Linked DNA regions of Sus scrofa: region 1 is linked to region 2. A link is a contact called in public Hi-C data. All regions are on one chromosome and are shown on one strand. Each heading gives the region's core, a stretch centred on a gene start, on an enhancer-like site or on the middle of the called end of the contact. The rest is flanking DNA. Distances are from core to core; before and after follow the strand shown.

Evidence for each region. Hi-C and Micro-C count contacts between places; a contact is called where the count stands out from the background.
Region 1: a contact with region 2 is called in a Hi-C map of liver, with 1.7 times the contacts expected there. The contact joins two enhancer-like sites. A contact is called at or near these places in 1 of 5 promoter capture datasets (liver) and 4 of 47 Hi-C or Micro-C datasets (embryonic fibroblasts, liver and skeletal muscle).

What each region holds. Positions count from the first base shown.
Region 1 is chr1:149,199,786-149,205,274 of Sscrofa11.1, forward strand. All of the region lies in intron 8 of ZNF407 (zinc finger protein 407), which reads right to left. Among named protein-coding and RNA genes, the nearest start is that of ZADH2, 220 kb to the left of the region's middle. Within about 2 kb of position 3,391, at least 3 of the 83 cell types and tissues checked have an H3K27ac peak or open chromatin away from gene starts, as enhancers often do. A contact at or near this core is called in liver, where this site is marked.
Region 2 is chr1:148,722,104-148,727,214 of Sscrofa11.1, forward strand. No RefSeq gene overlaps it. Among named protein-coding and RNA genes, the nearest start is that of TSHZ1, 260 kb to the right of the region's middle. Within about 2 kb of position 3,453, at least 5 of the 83 cell types and tissues checked have an H3K27ac peak or open chromatin away from gene starts, as enhancers often do. A contact at or near this core is called in liver, where this site is marked.

The DNA of each region.
Region 1 (5,489 bases), core at 2,141-4,640, 480 kb after region 2:
TTTCTTGTCCCCTGGCTACATGTGAACACTGGTGTGGCACTCAAACTGTTTCTTTGAAACTCCTGTAAAACTAAACATAGGCTTTCCCCTCTTCTCAGCTAATTATACACTTTTTGTTAAAGAAGCAAGCCCTTTATTGCTCATAATTTCAGCTATCACTTGCTCGGGCATCTTCTCGGATCAATAGCATATAGTTAAGTTGAAGAAAAGGCTAAATGTGATTGCTGTTTGCAAAGCAAGGATTCATTTTTAGTTTTTAAGTGCTCATGTATTTCATGTTAAAATATTAAATTCAAGTCACAGGTTCAAAGTAGTTACACATTCCAGCTTTTTGTTAAATATCTGTCATTTTTTAAATCTTGAATACTGGCATAGGTCACAACAAAATCTGTGTGCATTTCACAATTTTACAGATCCCAGTGCTGGTGGCCATACATCTTTGATGGCAAAACTACATGGGTCGCAGCACCATAAAAATCAATAAATATTAACCTTTTCTGGCACTCGGTGCCTGGATGCTTTATCAGTGGCTGTCAGGTAACAGAACAGTCAGTGATGAACTGTATTTCTCAGCTAAGATATCCATGACAAATTTAGAAATCAATGTAGATTAACACATTTAAATTAAAAAAAAAATCATCAACAGATTTTATTCCCACGCAAAGAGCGCGAAAGCTAGTAAGCTCGCATTTCGAATAGGTGCCTTTGGTGGGACATAAATATTGAGAAGCACAGTAACCCAAAGAACTATGTATTGTACACATCTCTCAGGCCCCTCTTCTATGATTATATGGATTACACAGAATCTGCTTTCAAACTTTAGGTAACGTGCTAAGTGGGAAAATTTTTCTTCAATACATCCCACTTTATTTCTGTCAGCAACATACACTCTTCCAGCGGAGCTAGATAATCTTGTAAAGGTTTAAAAGAAAGGGGAACACTGTTTAGTAGAAACATGTCACTATGCTTCAACATGCTCCTTGAAGCCACTACAGCAGTGGCTCTTTCCCTCTGAGGCCAGGACACCTGCAGGGCCTGGTTGGCAGGACCCTGGTCCTTGCAGGACACACTGGGCTCAGCCAGAGAAGGGACTGCAGGCTGGGAATGCCCAGCTCCACACCAAGGGCTTAGTTCTAGATGTTCATGGGGAACGTTCTGGTTCTCCCAAGACAAACTTCACGGTCGTGGTTCTATGTCATTGAACAGTCTGATGTACTGATCAGCTTATGAGGTGATCTCAAAAATAAATTGTCTCTGATTATCTTGAATTTGGTCATTTAGGTAGCAAAGTGTAACTCCTACTTTGCAATCTTGCTCCTCAGGATATCCATATCTGCCTCTTTATGGGGGACAGACAACCTGTGTTTTCATGGTCTAGGTCCCTTCAAAAGTATTGGGAAATTTCAACAGGGCAACAATTCAGACAAATAACTCTACCTGCAGGTGGAAAATGAATGCTCTATACATAAAGTCATAGCTGTAAGTAAGAAAATTCCAAGATGCTAAAAGCTCCATTACCATAAAACCTGAACATTAGCTGTGGAGAGGAATGGTCTTCCACTTACCATTCTTGCAATGGCATCCATATTTTGAATCCCTAGATAAATCAGCCTAAGAAAAATCAGAATTCTTAGGAAAAGAGCAATTTACTAGTTATATGTCTTCGGGTAATAATACATTTTAAAAATGACTTTTTTTTTGGTAGAATTTACTTTAATGTAAATTCTTATGCACATAATGTTACTTATGCCACAGATTCACAGATTTTCAAGGTGACTGCTCTGGGGGTAGAATGAGGGCCACCTCTAAAATTAATAATAGATCTTACAATACGATCTAATAGTCATTGTCAAAAAGCGGTTGGCTCTTAGAAGATGCTAGAAAGAGAAAAAATATCAAAACAACTCCCAACACATCAATAAGTCTTTGGGATCGTCTTGATGCTCGCTGGAGTTAAGCGTGAGCTCCCTAGAATGGCAAAGAAGCCCTACAGACGTCTGTAGGTGATCACCTCACTGTGAGGCAACTGTGGAGCCCAAGTCACCTTGGCCAGCAGTGACCAGCCCAAATATGCTCCAGCCTCAAGTCTCAAGTGTCTTATGATAAGCGCATTTTGAAATTCTTCCTTCTTTCCTTCCTTCCCCATTTTCTTAACACAACTGCAGGTTAGAAAGGCTAAAAAGATCTTTACAAACCAGCCAAAGAAAGCCCTGTCTTTCTGTTTTAAAGTCAAGCTTGATGAGTACTTTGACAGTGCCTCCTGCTTAGACTCCTGATCCCACACCCATGACGGGGGATGTACATTTCCTGGCCTTTCCTCCACATGTGTCACCAAAACTGCAGCTAAGACAAGAACCAGAAAAGTATAAAGTCTTTCTAGATCCTCCAAGATTAAGAAGAGCTCCCAAAGGCAACTGCGGTGATCTGAATTTGTCTCTGGCGACAAAGGTCAATACTTTCACAGTTTCAGGAGAGCCCACTTTCACACTGCAGGGAAAATATGTGGGAAAGGATTCAGGGAGACATCAAACTCACAATCTCCATTTGCTCTGCAGTTCTATTAATGATAGAATTTTAAACCCTGGTGCTCAGCAGCCCCATGCAGTGTCCACACCCAGAAGTGGAGATAATTTCTTCCAGGCTGATAGGTTTTATCCCCATACTATCCTGCCCTCTTGTACAAGTCATTCAGAATATGAAGAGGTCGCTATGTGAGGGAAATAATTCAAGCCCTAGAATAGCTCTGTCAACTTTCTTTATGAATAAACAAAATAACCATCACTAAGTATCACTGTAAGCATTGTTGGGGAATTTTTGCTTTATTCTATAGAGTTTAGCTGTATTTTCTCTTTTAAAAGCAACTCTGATGTAGCTCTAGGTTGATATAATCGAACATAGGCTTCATGTAATAGGAAATAAATGAAGGGAAAAAAATCTCAGCAACGTCATTTACTACTTGAAGGACTCATTTAAAGAGGGAATAATGCTTAACCTATTTAACGGCACTCTGAGCAACTCTGATTTATTCTGAGTTATTACAACCCTATTTGTCTTTGAAATATTCAAGTATTTGCTTACTAATCCATTATAGCACATGCCCGTGTTTGAGTGTATCTGAGTGTATATTGGTTTCTGTTTTTCCTTCCACATGTGGAATACCACCCTCGTCTCTCAATCAATGCATTGTTAGTGAGGAAACCTACCAAAAGCTCCTGCTTCAGGAATGTAGGTCCCTATAGAGAAAATGTGCTCAACCAACGAGCCCCTTGCACTGTGGCTCAAATGGCCAGGGCAAGTGTTCAGTGATGGGACGGTAGCCCCAAGGGCCAGGGAGCTGAAATGCACACACTACGGTGACTTAGGACATCCTCAAATACACGGTCACAAAATTAGGACTTAGGTCAGCAAGCAAGTAGGCAGTAGCCAAAGTCCTCTGTAGCTATGAAAGGTATCAGAAAGATCACTGGAAAACGGTTCTGTGAGAAGTAATGGGAAGAACCTGCTCAATGGAAAGCTTTTTCTCCAGCAGTTTCAAGAGTAAGAGGGGGTAACACACACACCTGGAAGCGCTTGCACCCTGCTACCCCTGCATGGTGCCAATTTAGTTGGTACCTTCCCCTGCCGTCACCCTGAGCTGACAAAGGATATGTCCCTGAAAACGTTTTAAAAGAAAGAAAAGTACATGTGTACACACAGTTCAAGTAAACCAACGAAGAAACAAAAAACAACTGAAGAGTGGGTTTCCTCCTCGTCACCATCCCCCCAGCAGAGGTGGACAGGGTAACTTGGTTTGGGGTAGGGGTTGGAAGGGAAGAGAAGGATCCAGGTCTGTGAAGGCAGAAACCCTTCCTGTGTGAGCTGCAGGGAGCAGACACTTGAGAGAAGCCTCATCTTTCTCCTACCCCAGGCCCACAGAACAGGGTTTATCACTACAGTATTTTTAAGGAATCAGAAGCTCAGGGAAGTTAAAAACATTTTACAGGGCACAAAGCCAGTGAGAGACACAAATCTGACCATGTCATCCTTCTGTTACTTCACTGGCTTCCTGTTTCACTTAGTTCAAAATCTTCAGAAACCTTCAAAACCGGGCTGTGTTGGAGTTTCTCTCCCCTCCCAGCGCCCTCCACTGCGGGAAGCAAGGCCACAATCCCCACCCCAGCAAGTCTTTCCCTGAGCACACCCAGGCGTTCAGGAAAGTCCACTCCCCAGCTGGGCTTTCCCACCCAAGCCCCCACCCCCACATTGAGACCCAACTCCGCTGTCTGCCAGGGTTCATAAGCGTTCTTCACCTCAAGCAGGTAACCCCACAGCTACTTGAAGTTCTACCTGTGATTACTGACTACTATCCACTCTCTCCCAAAGCCAATCTCCAGAAAGACAGGGGTCACACACGTTTTGCCCACAGCTCTCTCCCTGGCCCTGACAGGTGAACTGGGACATTTCTTCTAACATTCAAAAGCTTAAGGGGAAAGCAGATGACTTAATTGGCAAGCCCTATTTGAAAAGCACTGCAACAGAGACTTTAGAGAATAAGCTAATTCTCATGATAGCCATGACCAGATAGGTTCTAAGCCCATTTTTATACATGCAAAACCTAAAGCTGACAGATATGGCCTAAGTTTCCCAAGATCACACAGTGAGGAAGCACCAGAGCTGGCTCAAAATTCAGTTAACCTCATTACAAGACAATTGCTTTTTAATGCTGGCAATCTAGATATAAGTGGAGGAGAGGGGTCTATTTCCTTAATTTTGATTGTGGAGGTCTTTAGAATAGTTTTACAATAGCATTTGCTGCTTTCTCTTTTGATTATTAAAAGCAACATAATCTAGAAAATACAGAAAAGCTTGCACTTTTAGGTCCATCAATTTTCCTAAATGGCACATACATTAAAAAATAAGACTGAAGACATTCTCAACATAACATTTTAACATCTTTTTAGAAGCTGTTAGATTCCAGAAGTAACAAGTGTTTGTCATGAAAAAAAAATCCACTGCAACACTGAACTGTATGAAGAAAAAAAATGCACAGTACCCATTCACCATCTAAACTTACCTCTAAGATGGCCAATATTAACTGTTTGTTTATCTGCATGATTCTTTATGCTCCTACAAATATACATTCTGGATCTCCCCCTGGCCCCTTATAAAGAAAGACATAGTCCTAATGGGCACATTACCTTGCAACTTGCTCTTTGTACATGACCTCCTATCATGGTCAGATCAATACAAATTCATGCAGTCCATTCTCAACAGCTGTATATTTGTCCACTGCATGAATGGTGCCCTCCAGGTGGGCATTTACATGGTTTCCAGTTCTCGGTCACAACAACTAAGTGGCCTTACACACTAGAGTATTTATTCCAGAAGACTGAGTCTTAATAGTAGAACAGCTGAGTCAAAATGTATGTGCATTTACAATTTAAAACTATGTCAGGCTAACTTTCCAACAGTTTTAGCAACTCACCCTCCCCCAGAAACGCAGGAGATTT
Region 2 (5,111 bases), core at 2,203-4,702:
CTGAAGAAAATGATCCCATTCCAAGAAGGAATCATGCCCCTATCACTGAAAGTGGAATAAAATTTAATTGCATCAGCATCTTAATGGCCATGATGAGCTTTGTCATCTCCTCGATGTGAAGGAATGCTTAGAAAGGTTAGAAAGAAGAAAAATTCAGACTAAGACAGTTTTAGACCTTGAGAAAAGTGGCTTTACACTACAAGCTGTAATGCAGGATATACAAAATGAAAAGAGCTCCCAAAAGTATTAGACACTTGAAAACTTGAGATTCTGTAGTTAGGGTAAATCAAAAGTCATGGGAAGGAAATGAATGATGTATCTTGTAATCTGCTTGTAATCTTTTCATGTAATCTACTAAAATAGTACTTTCCCAACTAGAGGGAGATTTGCATCATTCTTAATTGGAACTTTTGAATTAACGTAACAATGCTTCTATAAATGCTATAATATATATCACAGGATGGTAAATTGAAGACTTCAAAATATGCAGTATCATCAGTAAAAGACAACAGCAGCAAGAATTTCATACCTCGATGGGAATACATTCTCCAGCGTTGCATTGCTAAGTGTGGCAGAAACCACTGATCACCCCAAATACTCTTTTGTTCCCGATCTCTCTTAATAGAATTGCCAAGTTTTAGTTATGCATATGACTCTGCAGAGGAAAAACAATAGTCCCCAGACTTCCCTACAGCTAGCGGAAGCTCAGGAATCACATTCTGGCCAATAAGATATGAATGGAAGTGACATGAAGGGGCAGGAATGGTAGTAGAACATATCATTAAAGGGCACAGGCTCAGACCTCTGCCCTCTACGCCACTGGCAGGGAGGCAATGGGGTCATCTCAGGCCGTGTGCAGCGAAGAGCACCCCAGAGAGGGAAGCAGTGAAACAGGAGGAGCTCGATCTCCTTATAACCTTGCAGAGGGGAACTAGCTTAGACCTTTATGGGAAAGGGGAGCACCTCTCTAAGTTATTTAAGCCACTGGTATTTTGCGTTTCTGTCTCCACAGTCAGTCTCATCCAGGTCCTAAACAACCTAAGACCTATTCTTTTTTATTGTAAAATTACCCAGAAGTTTAGCAAGTGAGCCCAGCATTGGATTGGTCTAATACTAAAAATTTGTGAAGAAACTTATTGACTGGTGATCTGGAAGAGAGATAGATGATCAGATAGATAGATAGATGACATATATACTTCCTCTGTGAATAGGAAGTAGCAGGGCAAGAATAAAAGGAGATGGTGGAGGAGCAAATGGAAGAAGAAGAGAAGGATGAAAGAGGAAAGAATGACCTGTCTCTGTGGCCAGGACAGTCCCAGCACATTTTTCTCCCAATGGGTTCCTAACAGTAGCCCTCTTCATTCTCAAAGAGCCCTGACTTGGACAATATATTACGTGGCCACTCTGTCCCTTTGAGTCCTTGAGGTGAGCCCCAACCACCTGAGATAACTTGAGCTTGACTCTGTGCCTCGACCCCTGCACATGCTGGTGCAGTGTAGAATGATTAGACAGTAGTGGTGTAAGAAGGGTCAGTATGGACACCCAAACTGCAAGCATACAAAAGGCAAAGGGTCTAAGAAGAACGTCACAAGTGAAGTGGTAAAAGGTATTTGACTTTATCAAATCAAAATTAGAAGAAAAAGTTTTGGCAGAAATGCTTTTGTTGACCTTGAAGGAGGAGAAGGAAAACAGTAGAGGAGAGAGCAGCTAGAGAAAATAGGATTCACCTGATGAAGGGAAGACAGGCAGGGCCACGTATGGACATGAGGGCAACAGAAGCTATAGGAGCAATCTTTTGCATCAGTCCTTGACTTCTGCAGTATTGATTATTTACATAACCAGTAATAAATATGGTGTGAAAGATACTCTGAAGTCCTGTAGCATCCCTACCCATGATGCTGTAGTAACATACCCCTTACCTCCACCCTAATGAAACTATGAGAGAACATGAAGTGAATGAGAAGTAGCCTTTGAGAGAGGTTCTTTCAATGGCCTGTTTGTTTTTTTAAAGAAAGGAGATACATCCTCAAGGTAAGTATACATCTCTTTACTTCTTATAAAATTCTCAGAATGACAGGGCTCCCAGTCAAAACATGGTCTGTGGACCCATGATTAGCCTATTCATCAGACCCAAAAGATGCTGGTTGACCAACACTGGCTCATCTTGCTTTAAGGAGTGCACTTTCTGGAGTTCCCGTCATGGCGCAGCGGAAACGAATCTGACTTGGAACCATGAGGTTACAGGTTCGATTCCTGACCTCCCTCAGTGAGTTAAGTATCTGGCATTGCTGTGAGCTGTGGTGTAGGTCACAGACACGGCTCAGATCCTGCATTGCTGTGGCTGTGGTGTAGGCTGGCAGCTATAGCTCCGATTAGACCCCTAGCCTGGGAACCTCCATATGCCACAGGTGTGTGTCTTCCAATCCAGATAAACCAAGGATGCATATGGCCAGCCACTACGTACTCCTACTCATGATTCAGGGGGACCAGCAGGAAGAAAAGGTAAATGAGAAAGTTCTCCAAACACAAACATGAGGTACCCATGCAACCACCTTGTCAAAATGGTTGAAACATATCAGATGTTGTATAGTATATCTTGAGGTCATTTTACAGTTTTCAATCAGTACTTCAGCTAGCTATGATTTTTTCCTAAAACCTAGGAAGAGCAATGTGTTTGTTTATTTGTGAATTACCTTCACAAATTTGTTGGAAATATAAAATGTATCAATTCAAAGGGAATCTTTTCCGGAAAATAAAATTAATTCTTGTGGGGTTTTTTTCTGGTTTTTTTTTTTTTGTGTTTGTTTGCCCTTTGTTTTTTAGGTTTGTTATGTTCGCTTGTTTAATCTATGTTTGGAAGCACTGTGAAGGTAGATCAAGTAGGGGCAGAGGTGGGGCACAGAAAGAAGTCTCTTTCTGACTTGTAGATCCAAACTAGGATGTCCAAGGGCATGTAGCGATGTGACCAAGGGAACGCACAGTAGTTGTTTCCTGGACACGAGAAACATTTTTCCCACACAGATTGGGCTCAGAGGCTTAGGTCACCACACCATGGCTGAGTGTGACTACACAACTCTGTCTTCTTGTGGTTTAAAGCAACAACCAGGAAGAGTGGTGTGTTTTCTGGCCAGGGCAGAAATGTGTCAGAAGCACACAGCTCATGACATGAGGAACAAATAAACCTTAAAGCAACAACCAGGAAGAGTGGTGTGTTTTCTGGCCAGGGCAGAAATGTGTCAGAAGCACACAGCTCATGACATGAGGAACAAATAAACCCACGGTAATTGGAAGCTGAGGTCAGGGCAAAGATCAAAGTATTGGGGCAGGCTAAATGTTAAGGGGCGTTAATTTTTCCTATTGGTAAAGGGCTAAAAGTATTAAGGACCCCCTTCTCAATAGGAAATGTGAGTTCAGTGAGAACTTGCCTGTGTCTCCTCGGCCCATGTTCTCACAGGGCAAGTCTTCCAAAAACCACCCACTCTGCTTTATAAACAGATGCCTCCTGGCTGCAAGCTTCACTAACTTTGAAGATCTGAAAGGCATACAAATTCAGAGAAACAAATTGTGACCAATAAAATTTGAACGGGATCTGTAAGATGGCATTACAGAGCTGGCTGACTTTCATGGCTGGAGGATCATGTAAGAACTTGACTGAGCAAAATTCTTAAAGTGAAAGAAGCTGAGTCGTAAGAGTGAAACATCAGCGGCTGGGTTTGTGGCAGCGTGAGTCCTTGCACAGTCACACCAAATCCTTATCATCACAGTAAAGTGGGAGAACTGGAGGATAATGGAGCCGGTTACGGATTTGATCAGCTTTATAATTTTAAAAAAAGTAACCATCAAGGAATATAGTGAGGAATAAACATAGAAGTATAAGGTAGGAAGATTTAAAAGAGTAGATCAGATTTTTCATTATCATGGACATATGGAATATGACACCATCATAGATATAAATTGCTTATAACTTGTTCACATAGTTATATTTTATTCGAAGCCATTAGGACTCCATCCTAGGATGTAAACTGAAGAGTGACATGCCCGAATGACCCCATTCACAGCGTCTTTAAGCCTTTGACAGTTGTTTCCTGATCTGATAGTCAAGCCAAGCTCCACAGGAGGTTAAATGAAACAGCATTCAGGTGTTAGCATGGCTGAGCCTGATACTAGGAGTTCCATGAACCTGTGGGGCCACTGCTGTTGCTACATGTCCTTCACAAAGGCCCCGAGGACCATCCAGTGAGGAGCATCTATACTGATAATTTTACTCACCAGACATAATGCAGATTATTATTAATATTAAAACATAAGCCAGAGTTCCCGTCATGGCGCAGCAGAAAAAAATCTGACTAGGAACCATGAGGTTGTGGGTTCGATCCCTGGTCTCGCTCAGTGGGTTGAGGACCTGGTATTGCTGTGAACTGTAGTATAGGTCGCAGATGCGGCTCGGATCCTGCGTTGCTGTGGTTGTGGTGTAGGCAAGCAGCTGCAGTTCCAATTCGACCCCTAGCCTGGGAACCTCCATATGCTGTGTGTGCAGCCCTAAAAAGCAAAAACAAACAAAAAGAGTAAGTCAATCTCACCTGAGTCATTGAGTCATTCATTTCTCCTCCTTTATCATTTTACTAAGTACATTGTCAACGATTCTCAGAAAATCACATGATGGGTTTTTTCTTTTCATTTTTTTAAAGTTTAATTGAAGCATGGTTGATTTACAAGGTTATGATCATTTCTGCTGTACAACAAAGTGATTCAGTTATGCATGTGCACACATTTGTTCTTTTCCAGATTCTTTTCCCACACAGATTATCACAGAATACTGGGGAGAGTTCCTTGTGCAGTATAGCAGGACCCCGTCATATGGACCAGTCATTACATATACCTCAGTGTGCACATGTCTAACGGGTTTTTTAAATGTGTTAAAATAACCATCTGCATATCTGGTTCTACTCTTTGCTGATCCAACTCTCGGTTCTCATTTACAGGGTGACAGGCTCCTAGACCAGCCCTCCAAGTAGAGGGTAACCAACCCTCCCACCATGGAAGAATCCCCCACTTAGACATTTGGGAATATTCTTTTCTGCTGTGAAGGTGGACATGGTGCTGGCGGAGCA